Linked DNA regions of Rattus norvegicus: region 1 is linked to region 2. A link is a contact called in public Hi-C data. All regions are on one chromosome and are shown on one strand. The core of a region is the stretch at or near the end of the contact, and the rest is flanking DNA. Distances in the headings are between cores, read along the strand shown.

The links. A called contact is a pair of places that touch in the nucleus more often than the background predicts.
Region 1: a contact with region 2 is called in a Hi-C map of psoas muscle, with 2.2 times the contacts expected there. The contact joins two enhancer-like sites. A contact is called at or near these places in 9 of 12 Hi-C or Micro-C datasets (the A7r5 cell line, the Rat2 cell line, Schwann cells and 5 more).

Annotation. Positions count from the first base shown.
Region 1 is chr13:80,625,581-80,630,886 of GRCr8, reverse strand. The region is part of intron 1 of Cd247 (Cd247 molecule); the gene reads right to left. Among named protein-coding and RNA genes, the nearest start is that of Cd247, 52 kb to the right of the region's middle. Within about 2 kb of position 1,651, at least 12 of the 93 cell types and tissues checked have an H3K27ac peak or open chromatin away from gene starts, as enhancers often do.
Region 2 is chr13:80,564,351-80,569,886 of GRCr8, reverse strand. It overlaps Creg1 (cellular repressor of E1A-stimulated genes 1), which reads right to left. Exons shown (of 4, transcript NM_001105966.1): 4 at 4,615-5,536. Among named protein-coding and RNA genes, the nearest start is that of Cd247, 9.2 kb to the left of the region's middle. Within about 2 kb of position 3,951, at least 3 of the 93 cell types and tissues checked have an H3K27ac peak or open chromatin away from gene starts, as enhancers often do.

The sequences.
Region 1 (5,306 bases), core at 402-2,901, 63 kb before region 2:
GGGAGCTTTGGCCAAAGCTAACACTCAACGTGTGTGACCTTTGTAAAGTTATTTCCCCCTGGTTTTTTGTTGTTGGTTTTTTTGTTGTTGTTTTGGGTTTTTTTTTGGTCTCCTAAATAAGTTGTTTATCTAATAACTTCTCTTTTACCCCTGCTGGGTCCTGCTCTGGGATCCCAGGTTCAAAGCTAGCCATCAAGAGCAAAATTGCTTCCTACATGAAGTGGTTACAAAGTGTCAGATTCCCAAACTGCCCTTCACTTCCCCTTTGACCCAGGAGCTGAGGCCTTGGCAGAAGTTTGACCCTCTAAGCTTGCACATTGTAGCCCTAAGGAAAGTTGACCATTCCTGTTTTCCCAGGTCAGGCCCAGGCTGTGATCATGCCTCTTCCTTGCTTTTGATACAGGTCCAGGTCCTGTTGGGGCAGGAACATCCTTCTGATGGTTGATCAAAAAACAAACCCAGAGTTCATCTGGAAGGGGCCGTCAACCCTCTGGGAAGACCAGCTAACGGTTCCTCTTCACTGGCCAAACCTCTCATCTTTCAATGTCCAGCACAAATGTTACCCCCCCCCCGGGCACATTTCTGTGCGGTGTTCAAGCAGAATGGGTCTTTTTTTTGGGGGGGGGTGCTTCTAGTCTACAGGATAACCTAAAAGTCAGAAGTCAGAAGGTAAATTTACAGTTAAACAGGATATCCGTTTTTCTGGCTGGCCACTGTGCACCCAGCAATTCAGGTTCAGGACAGAAAGATCACTGGTGTCCTGCGATTAAGACCGGCCTGCCTCAAAACTAAATATACAAGATTACTTTCAAATAATACATTCAAATTTAAATTATAGACATGGATATAATTAGTGATCTTTTCACTATCTCCACTGTATGTCCAGCTCTTTTGGACAGCCTGTATTTTGGGGGTTTTGTTTGTTTGTTTGGTTTAGTTTGTTTTTTTTTTCCCCATGGTAATAATGTATCCATCGTTTTAAATTTAGAGGGCCTGAGAAGGTGTCTGGAGGTTTGAAGAAAACACGTGGAATCTGTTATTCTAAACTCTAGCTAATGTTCTGTTCCTTGGTTTTCCGTGCTGAAGCTTGAACCCAGAACCTCCTGTGTGCCAAGCTCCATTTTAAAAGTAAGTTAGGTAACATTTTAATTTTGTCTGACACTGTTGTTCAGGGCCCATTTTTCAGTAATGATTTGAAGAGAAGGCTCCTCTTGTTTAAACAAAACAAAACACCCCTGAGAACTCTGCAGGGTCGGAGACATCTTATTTTCTTTCTCTGTCTATTAGCTAACAGGCAGCGGGAAGCCTTAATAGTGTAAGCATGCCTGTGCTTTATACCTGCCTCCTTCCCGTCGGGCTGAGCCCAGAGTGACAACCACCATTCTTCCTGTGCTATCAACTGTGCCTGGACTTCCCAAAAACCATTTGACAAGACCAAAAGAAATGCAGCTTCAGAAAAAAAAATCTGCCCCGTGCTTAGCACGGTGTAGAAAAGAGACCCAGTTTTCCCCTTAGTCCTGCCGCCTGCGGTGACTTTTTTCTGACTTCTGAAGGCCGGGCTGCTTTGCTGGGGCACAAAGCACTCGCATTTCCCAGCCTGGATATGCTAGAGTGAGTGAGGCTGTCCGAGCCGCTCGACCTCACAACCCTTTCCTGGAGGTGTGTTTGTCAGTTTGGCAGCCCTCGTATGCCCGGCCCACGCCCGGCTAGCACCCGCCTGTGACGTACTCCGCGTGGATCAAAGGCCCGCAAAGCCTGCGGCGCCTGCAGCTGCCACACTGAGGACTCACAGGGAGCAGAATGCTGCGGGTAGGGGCGGTGGTGGGCGGAGAGCCCGCCTTTGTGGCTGCTCTGTCCCTGAGGAGTGCACCCTGCTGGCCGCCACACCCAATCTGGCTCAGTGTAGAGTGGCCAGCCAAGGGCAAGCCACACTGCTCCACCTGTGGTGCTCCTGGAGGGTCAGGGTCGTCTCACCAGGATGGCCATGGGCTGCACCTTAGAGCTATTTCTGTTGACTCTAAATCTATGTTTATACATCGTCTACCAGAAGAAACACCTCAAACACTTAGCAGTACTTTGAGCTCTGGCTTGTGAAAATTCGGGTTATCTGCTTGTTCTTTCGTGCCCCTTGTTTACCCAGCTTCTACAATGCATACAAATACATACTCTTGAAACGAGAGGGGAGGAAGTCAAGGTACCACTTTATGTCTCTCATCAATCCGACCTTCCTTCAGTAACCTCCAGCACGAACAATTCTCCGCTGCACTTTAGGTCTGTGATGACCTAAATTACACTAAATTCACACACGGCTGTGCATTCACACTGCGGGCTGCAGAAAGAAGGGCTGATGGCATGCTGAAGTTAAGGGTTGGCTCTGTCCGATTCACCCTCGAATGCAGGGGGCTGAATAATTAATAGGGTAAAGTTACAAGAGTCTTGGAGCTCCAGACAAGCTGGTCAAATACCTAACCTATACAGACAGACCCCAGGTCCTCTGGCCACAGGGTTCTCCTCATGCCGGAGGTTGATGATGGAGTGAGTGTGTCTTACTCCCTCAGACCTTAGCATTCTCTTTTTCCTTCCCAGGGCAAGGTCTAAGTCCAGTTTGTGGCTATTCTGAAATCCCCAGTCAGCATTGGGAGCTCCTCCCCAGACCTAGCCTGGGCACACACAGGCAGCCCCAGCTTGGGGATACAGGGTCCTTGGTGCTGCTTCCCCAACCTAGGTTCTGCCTATGATGTCAGAAGAATGAACCAGCAAAGAAGAGACCTGGCCGATTCCCCAACTCCTGTAAAGGTCTGCCTTCCCTTCATCCAGGGCTGGTGTGTTTCCCGGTCCACCTCTTTTTCCTGCACCATCCAGTCTTCAGGCCCACCTGCTTTTTCCTCCGGATTTCTCTATGTCGTTTCCTCTTTGCATTTCTCCCTCCATTGTACTTTATTCCTCTGTCATCTACTCTTACTCCTTTAACTCCATTTGACGAAATGGTCACTGCCGGAGAGACTGCTAGTCCCCTCTGATAGCCTTGGACACCTTGCTGCCTAGCAGCCCTGACCCTAAGGATTTGGGGACCATTCGTATTGAGTGATTCAGCCCCCTGGGGGACCAATGGCCACGGACCATCTTACATGAGGTCCATTTGACTGTTTGGCATAGAAGGTCATACTACTTGGTCTGCTGCAGGAGTTACTGGGAGAGCTGCCGGAGAGCCTGCAGTGGCTTGGGGTCAGCAGAGCTTTCTAAGTCACCAAGTCAGGTGGAGGCAACACATGGAGAAACCCACAGTCACATCCACTGCCCTTTACATTGAACGCCCTAGGTAGGGCATGGTGATGCTCACTTTTAAGCCCAGCTCTGGGGAGGCCCAGGCAGGCAAATCTCTGAGTTTGAGGCCAACCTAATGGAGTTCCAGGACAGCCAATGCTACACAGAGAAACTCTGTTTCAAAAAAACCAACCAACCAAACAAACAAACAAAACCCCCTCACATCTCCCACGTACTCTCCCTCATTCCTGCCTCCAATTTGACTTCTAATGCCCAAAGCCTTTCATACAGAGACACAGGGACCTCGGAAAGTTGTCTACAAAACAAAACAAAACAAAAAAGGAAACCAAGAGATGATGCACATATACACATTTATAAAAGCTAAGGGAATATTCGGACGAGTTAGCTCACTGTATCTGAGTTTATGGCTTGCTTCTCCTTTCTAGTCCCTTGGAACCTGAACTCATTTGTGCCGATTTCTTAGTTGGATATGAAATTTAAAGAGTCAATATTTTAGGGGTCAAAGTGGAACTTTGAGCAATTTGAAAAGAACAGACCTCATCAAAACGACCGTTTAGGAAGGTAGAGAGATTGCCCAGCAGTTAAGAGAACTGACTGCTCTTGCACAGGACCCAGGTTCAATTCCCAGCACCCACATGGTGGCTCACAACCCTTTGTTTTATTACTCCGGTTCCCAGGGGCTCCAACACCTCCTTTTGTCCTCGTTGGGCACTTTATGTACGTGGTGCACAGACATGCATGCCAGCAAAATATCCGTAGATGTACAATAAATACATTTTAAACAAAAGGCTGCTTATGATTGGATCCAAATCTACATAAGATTATCCCCTGATTCTATTAAATTAATAGAAATAGTCACTTACTGACTGATTAAAACTAGTGCTTCATTAGCTAACAAATCTGCCTTTTCCTGTGTGTACTGTGCCTCTGCACACTTACAGGAGGAGGGCCAGAAATACTGAAAGAGGGGAGTTTTATTTTGGTGTTTTTGAGACAGGGCTTCACTCAGTACCTCAAACTAACTTTGAACTGAATCCCCTAACCTAGGATCTCAGGTGGAAGCCACCACAGCCAGCGTTTGCTTGTAATGTTTTGTTTGCTGACTTGAGAAGCAAGCAAGCACGCCTGGAGATGGCTTTCTCATTCCTTGAGAAAACAAAACACCTCCAGAAATTCCGGCACTGGCTAATAAGGCACACGCCTTCAATAGTAAGTGCTTCAGACATTGTATTTCTGCAGATGTGCCCACCGTGGCCAGTAGCAATCATCTTTTTCAGTGGGCGATAATAAAAAACTGTTTTCAAGGTCCTTTCCCAGGAGGAGCCTGATTTATAAATGAAATAACAAGTTTATAATTTCCCCCAAGCAGATGTCACTCCCCTTGAACTACGGTCACCCCGGGCATTGCCATAGAGCTAGCTGAATGCTAAGCTGTGGTTGGGTTGTCTTTGAGGTAGCTTGTTTATCTCCCCAGCCTGTGTTTCTGGCAGGCTTTTTACAAACACTTAGCTCCAGATGCGGGAGGCTACCTCCCCGCTGCACTTGAGCTCTGTAAAGCCCTGCTCCTCTCCGGGGGAGTACAACTTCAATTGTACTCTGATCATGTCTAAGGGCCGCCTTCCCCAGAGAGGCCCAGACAGCCCAGGAGTACCCTTCTTCAGAGGAAGCAGCTCTTTGGCCACAGGGCTAGCTAGCTGCCCCCCTCCCTGCCTTGGACAAGGTTGCAGATTCTCAAATCCCCGGAAATCTCCAAAGCCATTTCTCTCTTTCTCCACTCGCACCGCTTTCCTGAGAGCAAAACGCTGAGCAAGCAGATTGAATAAAAGGAGGGGAGAAGAGATTTGCCAGAGCTCGTTCTTGCTATGGGACACCTGGGACCAGAGGGTGACGGCAGGGATGCAAAACCTCGATCACCTTTGTTTGAGAGGCAAAATTTCTAGTAAAAAAAAAAAAAAGAAATAAAATAAAATAAAAATGAGATGGGAGAGGGATAGGCCATTTGCTGGAAAGATTCCAATGAT
Region 2 (5,536 bases), core at 2,702-5,201:
TGTCTCCCAGGGGAGCACCTCTCTCCCTTGTGAGCACTAGGCTCACCAAATGAAGGACTTTTGACCTTTTGCCCAAGGATGAAGCAGACACAGAGATGGGCAGAGTAAGAGATTTGTAGGAAACACTTAGTGCACCTGTTGAGAGCCTGGATTACGGCATGTTTAAGGGTCTGCTTCATGGGTTTTAATTTTATAATCCAATGACTTTTCTGAAGAAAGTTGACTTTGAACCTGCAGTTTGCCCTTGAAATGCTCCTGATGTTACAGACGCTGAAAACGTGGCCACCAAAGACGCCACTGACCTGGGCCAGCAAAGATGCCACTGACCTGGGCCCAAAGACGCCACTGACCTGGGCCCACCAAAGACACCACTGACCTGGGCCACCAAAGTTGCCACTGACCTGGGCCCATTTTGCTGGGAGGCTAATTTTAGTTAACCCTTCTCTCTCTCTCTCTTTTTTTCTATTTTTCGGAGCTGGGGACCGAGAACCCAGGGCCTTGTGCTTGCTAGGCAAGCGCTCTACCACTGAGCTAAATCCCCAACCCCTAACCCTTCTCTCAAAAGACCAATTTGTTTTTTAAGGATTAAAGCACAATTAAAAAAAATTCTGTGAGATATTGTGGGGGGGAAAGCATGCCCAAGGTCCAAACACACCGGTAAACATAATAGAGGACAAAATAATTTTAAAACATTGCACAAAGAAATAAAGCAAATGTGTCTTTAATGATCTTTGTAAAAGGTAGCAAAATTAAACTGGAGGTGTGGATAATATTACACAGGTACTATCAGGAGATAGGTCGAGCGATTGATTGCGTCTTAAATATTGTCCTTGACAGCCCAACACTGCTGGAGGGGTGCCTTCCATTTGAATGTCATTTTTACATATTGTCATCTTAATCTTTTTAGATGACCCAGGAAGACAGCCGTTACTGATGTGCACTTTCCCCTTTATAGTTAAGGAAATTGAAATTTTACCTACTATCCCAAAAGCTGGCAAACGTCCAAATCAAGACTGGCAGTCACGTGCTCTGGGTGGTGGTGCATCATGGTAGTGGGAAGACGTGTGCCGTACGGGGGCAGACTTTAAGGTGAGAGGACTTACTAACCAGCTCTGGACAAGTTCAGAAGTCTCTGAACCTTTGTCCCGAATTTGCCGACCACCAGCATGGCTTTTATCCATGAGTTATGCATTGGAAAATGGACAGCATGCTTCCTGGTAGTTTTCCTGAATCGTATGTCTGTATACCGCGGATGCTGGGAAAAGTTGGCTCCCTTTGCATACTTCGGGTTAGGTCGTCACTGTCAGCACTATCTGGGAGAGGGAAGCAAGGGGATTATTAAACGTTTAGCGGAAGAAGCTCTGGCCAGAATCTTCTAGAAATGATGGGAGCTGAGAAAGGACCGTGCACAGTCTCTGTGATGAGGAAGAGACTGAGAAAAAGCAGGCTGTGGACAAGTCGTAAGGGAGCATAGACCACGCCTGAGTAAGGACCTGTGGACTTCTTTTTAATTCTTTCTGAGCATCGACTCAACGTGCTTGCCATGTATTCCTTATGAACAGATAGCCCTGGCTTCAGGGACGAGTTCAGCCTCAGAAGCTCTGAGGCACCTAAGCAAATGCAAAGTCATTGAGATGAGAAAAAGCCAACCCTGAGCCCTGAGGGCACCCCGGGAACCAGTTATGACATCTTGTGGGGAATGGGCTTTGTTTTCATGCTCAGTTCTGGTTCTTCCAGAAGGTCTTCCCCTCAGCTGGTTTTTGAGGAATACACCGCCCTAGGATCTGGTCCCAACTTCGTCCTTCACTTACTGTGTGGCTTTGAGCAAAACAAACAAGAAAATCACTCTCCCTCTCCAGGTCTCTGTGTGCCCCCTTGAAGGGGCTGAATTCTTTGGCCTCCACAAACTGGTTTCGGGTCAGGCCCTGTACTGAGTATAATTTCTCCTGGCCGTTTCAATGCCACCAGCTGGCTGGCACCTTCCTAGAGCTGAGGCACAGGGTGGCGCTTCCCTGCATTGTCCCAGACACTAAGCGGGTGTCCAGTTTTGGTTGAAGAGTGGAGAATCAACCTCGGGGCCTGAAGGTTCTACCCAATCCCACGATGCTGGAGATTTTTTGACTTCGAATGGGTCCACTTTTTTTTTTAAGGGAGACTAGGTCGCCTCACCTCATCTGATGTGAGGAGGCTGCCAGAAGTCTTTGCTGAGCCAGCCTTGACTCTGGGGGCAAACAGGTCCGGCAGAGATCTCTTGCTCTAGGAACAATCCAAGAGCTCCAACTCTGGATACTGCTGATACTCTTGGCCTCTCCTTAGGATGGTCATTTCATTAAATGAAAGGCAAGATGTCAAAAGGGGGACGCAGCTCCAGCGGAGCAGAGGGTCTGCTAGCGAAAGGACTAACTTTTCTCATCCTGAGGAGAAAGGGTCGAAGGGCCGCCCCAGTGAACACCTGCGCTCGGCTTCACAGTGCCCTCTAGTGGCCATCATGTCAAACTGCGGTGCCCAAGTTTTGTTTTGTTTTTCCCCCTCGCTCTGGGGCTGGCAGCCTAGCTTCTCAAGTCGGACCTCAGAATTCCAGGCCCGGTCTCCTGTGGACTCCTTTCCCTCAGTTCTTAGAATGAGGGAGCATGCGTATAGAACAGTTGGGACCTTCCCACGGTCGCATCATTTTCTAGAAGGTCGGGTTCCATGATTCTGCGCTGGTCTTACCTTCTGTGTAAGGACTTCTGGTCATTCGTATCCTGATTGATAAGTAAACAAAAGTCATTGTCTAGCCCGATCCTGGACTTAGTCCTGGTGACCACAGGCTAAGCTGTTGTGTTGAGATTTGAACACAGTCTGGCTTCAGAGCTCACAGGGCCTACTCCCCACCTCCCACCACCAAAGATGTCAAAGAACTACGTGGGAAATGAAAACCTAGCTTTTTCAAACACATGGCCCTTGCCCTTTTTTTTTTCCTTCCATACTACAAACCTTTAAAAACAAACCAGGAGGCAAAGCATTTCTTTAAAGGACCCACAGGGACCTCTAGTGTTGCGTTCCTGAATCAAAGTTAAAGGATCTGATATGGAAATGTGTGGACGACCTCAAACCAACGCTTTGGGTATCCAACCTCTTCCATAAAGTTAAAAAGGAAAATCCACGCGTGCTTCACCCATTTCTTGGGCTTGCAGCTAGACTCAGAAAAAGAGCACCGCGCATGGATACATTTCATAAAATTAAGTGCATTGACATCTGCGACTATTACTTTTGAGAAAACTTGATATTATCAATTGATATGTGAAGTAAAGAAACAGGATTCCCTATCTAGTCTTCTCTCTCCCCTATCCTGTATGCTCCCTATAACACAGAGGAAGGGAAAAGCCCAAGGAAACAAATGCTCCATACTGTCTTCTAAACTTACCATTTGTCTTCTCACATGGAAATACAGACCATCTGTTTTTGAAGAGTTGGGAAAACACCACAAAAACACCGGCCAGTAAACTCCCACAGGGTATTATTTTCTCAGCGCTAAAACAGCTCCAGAATGTGCCGTTATAGCAAAGTAGTCCTCAGTCACCTTGTGGTTCTCGGTCTGAATACTACTAAGGATGGCTCATGATCCTGGCAGCCTCGAGTCAGAACATTCCTGTTTCTCCTGACCGTGCCTCCGTTCATAATGGATCCCCACCCAGATGTAAACCCAAGGGCTTCGACTCTGGATTAGAAGACAGGATTAACCTGGTTGTTGGTCATGGTTTGGGCAGGGAAACATCTGCCAAATGCAGCCAACTTATCCCAGCTAAGACCGGGGCTTAGTCTCTCTGCAGCAGGTAAGGTGTGAGACCCAGAGTCTGAAGCAAAGGCCCTGGTGTGAAGGAAGCGACCGAGCCTTGAACCCACCAGCGGCAGCGTGAGGCTGGGCCTTCATCTCACATTTTCTCTGCTGAAGTACCTATGCTAATGTCACCATCATGGTCACACTGGACACTGGCCTATGTGAGAAAGTGGCACTGTGCCGGGCATAATGTCATGCTTTTCTCATCCCAGTACTTAGGAAGCTGAGGCAGGAGAATCACAGGTTTGAAGACACCTCAGGCTACCGTCTATAAACACTAAGAAATAGAGGAAAACAAAATAAAACCAAACCACCGAAAACCAAAACAGTCTGGATCTGCTCTAACGGTAGTCTATGGCGCCCCCTTGTGGACATCTAGAATACTCCCGTGACAGTCTGCAAATTCAATTATAATGGAATGTGCGGACCCTGCTGTGAAGAGCTGGCTGCTTCGCCCTGTAGGATAATTGGATTTGATCTGGATAGTTTTTTCATGGTGCCAAGTGCTTAAGACAGAACTCACAGTTAAATGGGAAAAGAGACAACTAGGGAGGTACCCTCAAGTCAGTGCCACAACTCATGCTGGAACCCAAGGGCCCGTGATAAAGCCTGCATTCAGACATTGCCCAAGGACATGAGCTCTCTGCCACTGGGGAAAGCATATGATTCTTCTCAAGTTCTGGAACGATCAGTGGTTGATTTAAAGTGTGACTAAATAGAACATTGATTGAGCAGTGCACAATGGAGCTTTCTCATAAACGCCCGTCTCTGAACTCAGTCCGACACACCTTGTTATAATAATGCTTTTAATTACTGATTTCAATAACAAGATCCTTACTGTTTAGTGGGTTTTGACTGAGACGTCGTTTGCTGGATTTCTGTTATGATTACCATCTCTTTCTCCAACATGATGGTTCATAGTTAACTTTTTTTTTTTTTTTTTTGGCTGTTTAAGTCAGTGTCTTGATTCCCCCACACTCTGTTAAAAGAAATCTTATGTCATCCAAGAGCATGAAACAGGTAATTAAACTAAGTAGTACCTCTTTGGAATAAAAGATGTACTGTTTGAAATTGTGTCGCTGTGTGTCTATGTGTGGGTGTGTGTATTCCAGTGCAGGTGACCTTGGAGGCTAGAGGTATTTGATCTCCTGGAGCTGGAGTTCTGGGCATATGTGCCTGTCTGACCCCTTGCGGGTACTGAACTTGGGTCCTCTGCTAGAGCAGTCATCTTACAAGCTGAGCCATCCTCTGGTGCAGAGACATGTTTTGTTGTTGTTGTAGTTTGTTTTTATGCCACAGTACCGTGGTACATCCCACAGAGGACGCAGGCGGCAGCACCAGGAGCTTCAAGATACAGAATGCCGGAGGAGGGCTTGGATTGCGGCTGGCACAGGGTTAAGTCTTACGAAAAAGAGCCCAACATATGCGAAATCCTTTTTCTTCTGAGGTTGCTTTTTCATGCACATAAAGATGTCGTCTGTGGCTGGCTGGTTGTTTCGACGTTATGGTCCCATTCATGCTTGGCAAGCTCTGTGCCAAGAAAGCTGCGCCCCAGCTCAGGCGTGCACATTCCGAAGGATGAGGAGTGAGTGTACAGTCTACTTAGATGGAGAATGGATGCAGGAAAATCTTTCTGATTTATTTTGTTCTGGGTAACGATGACTTTAGAATGTAAGACGTTTATGGAGTTTTACAGAAGACCCAGCTTTGCCTTGT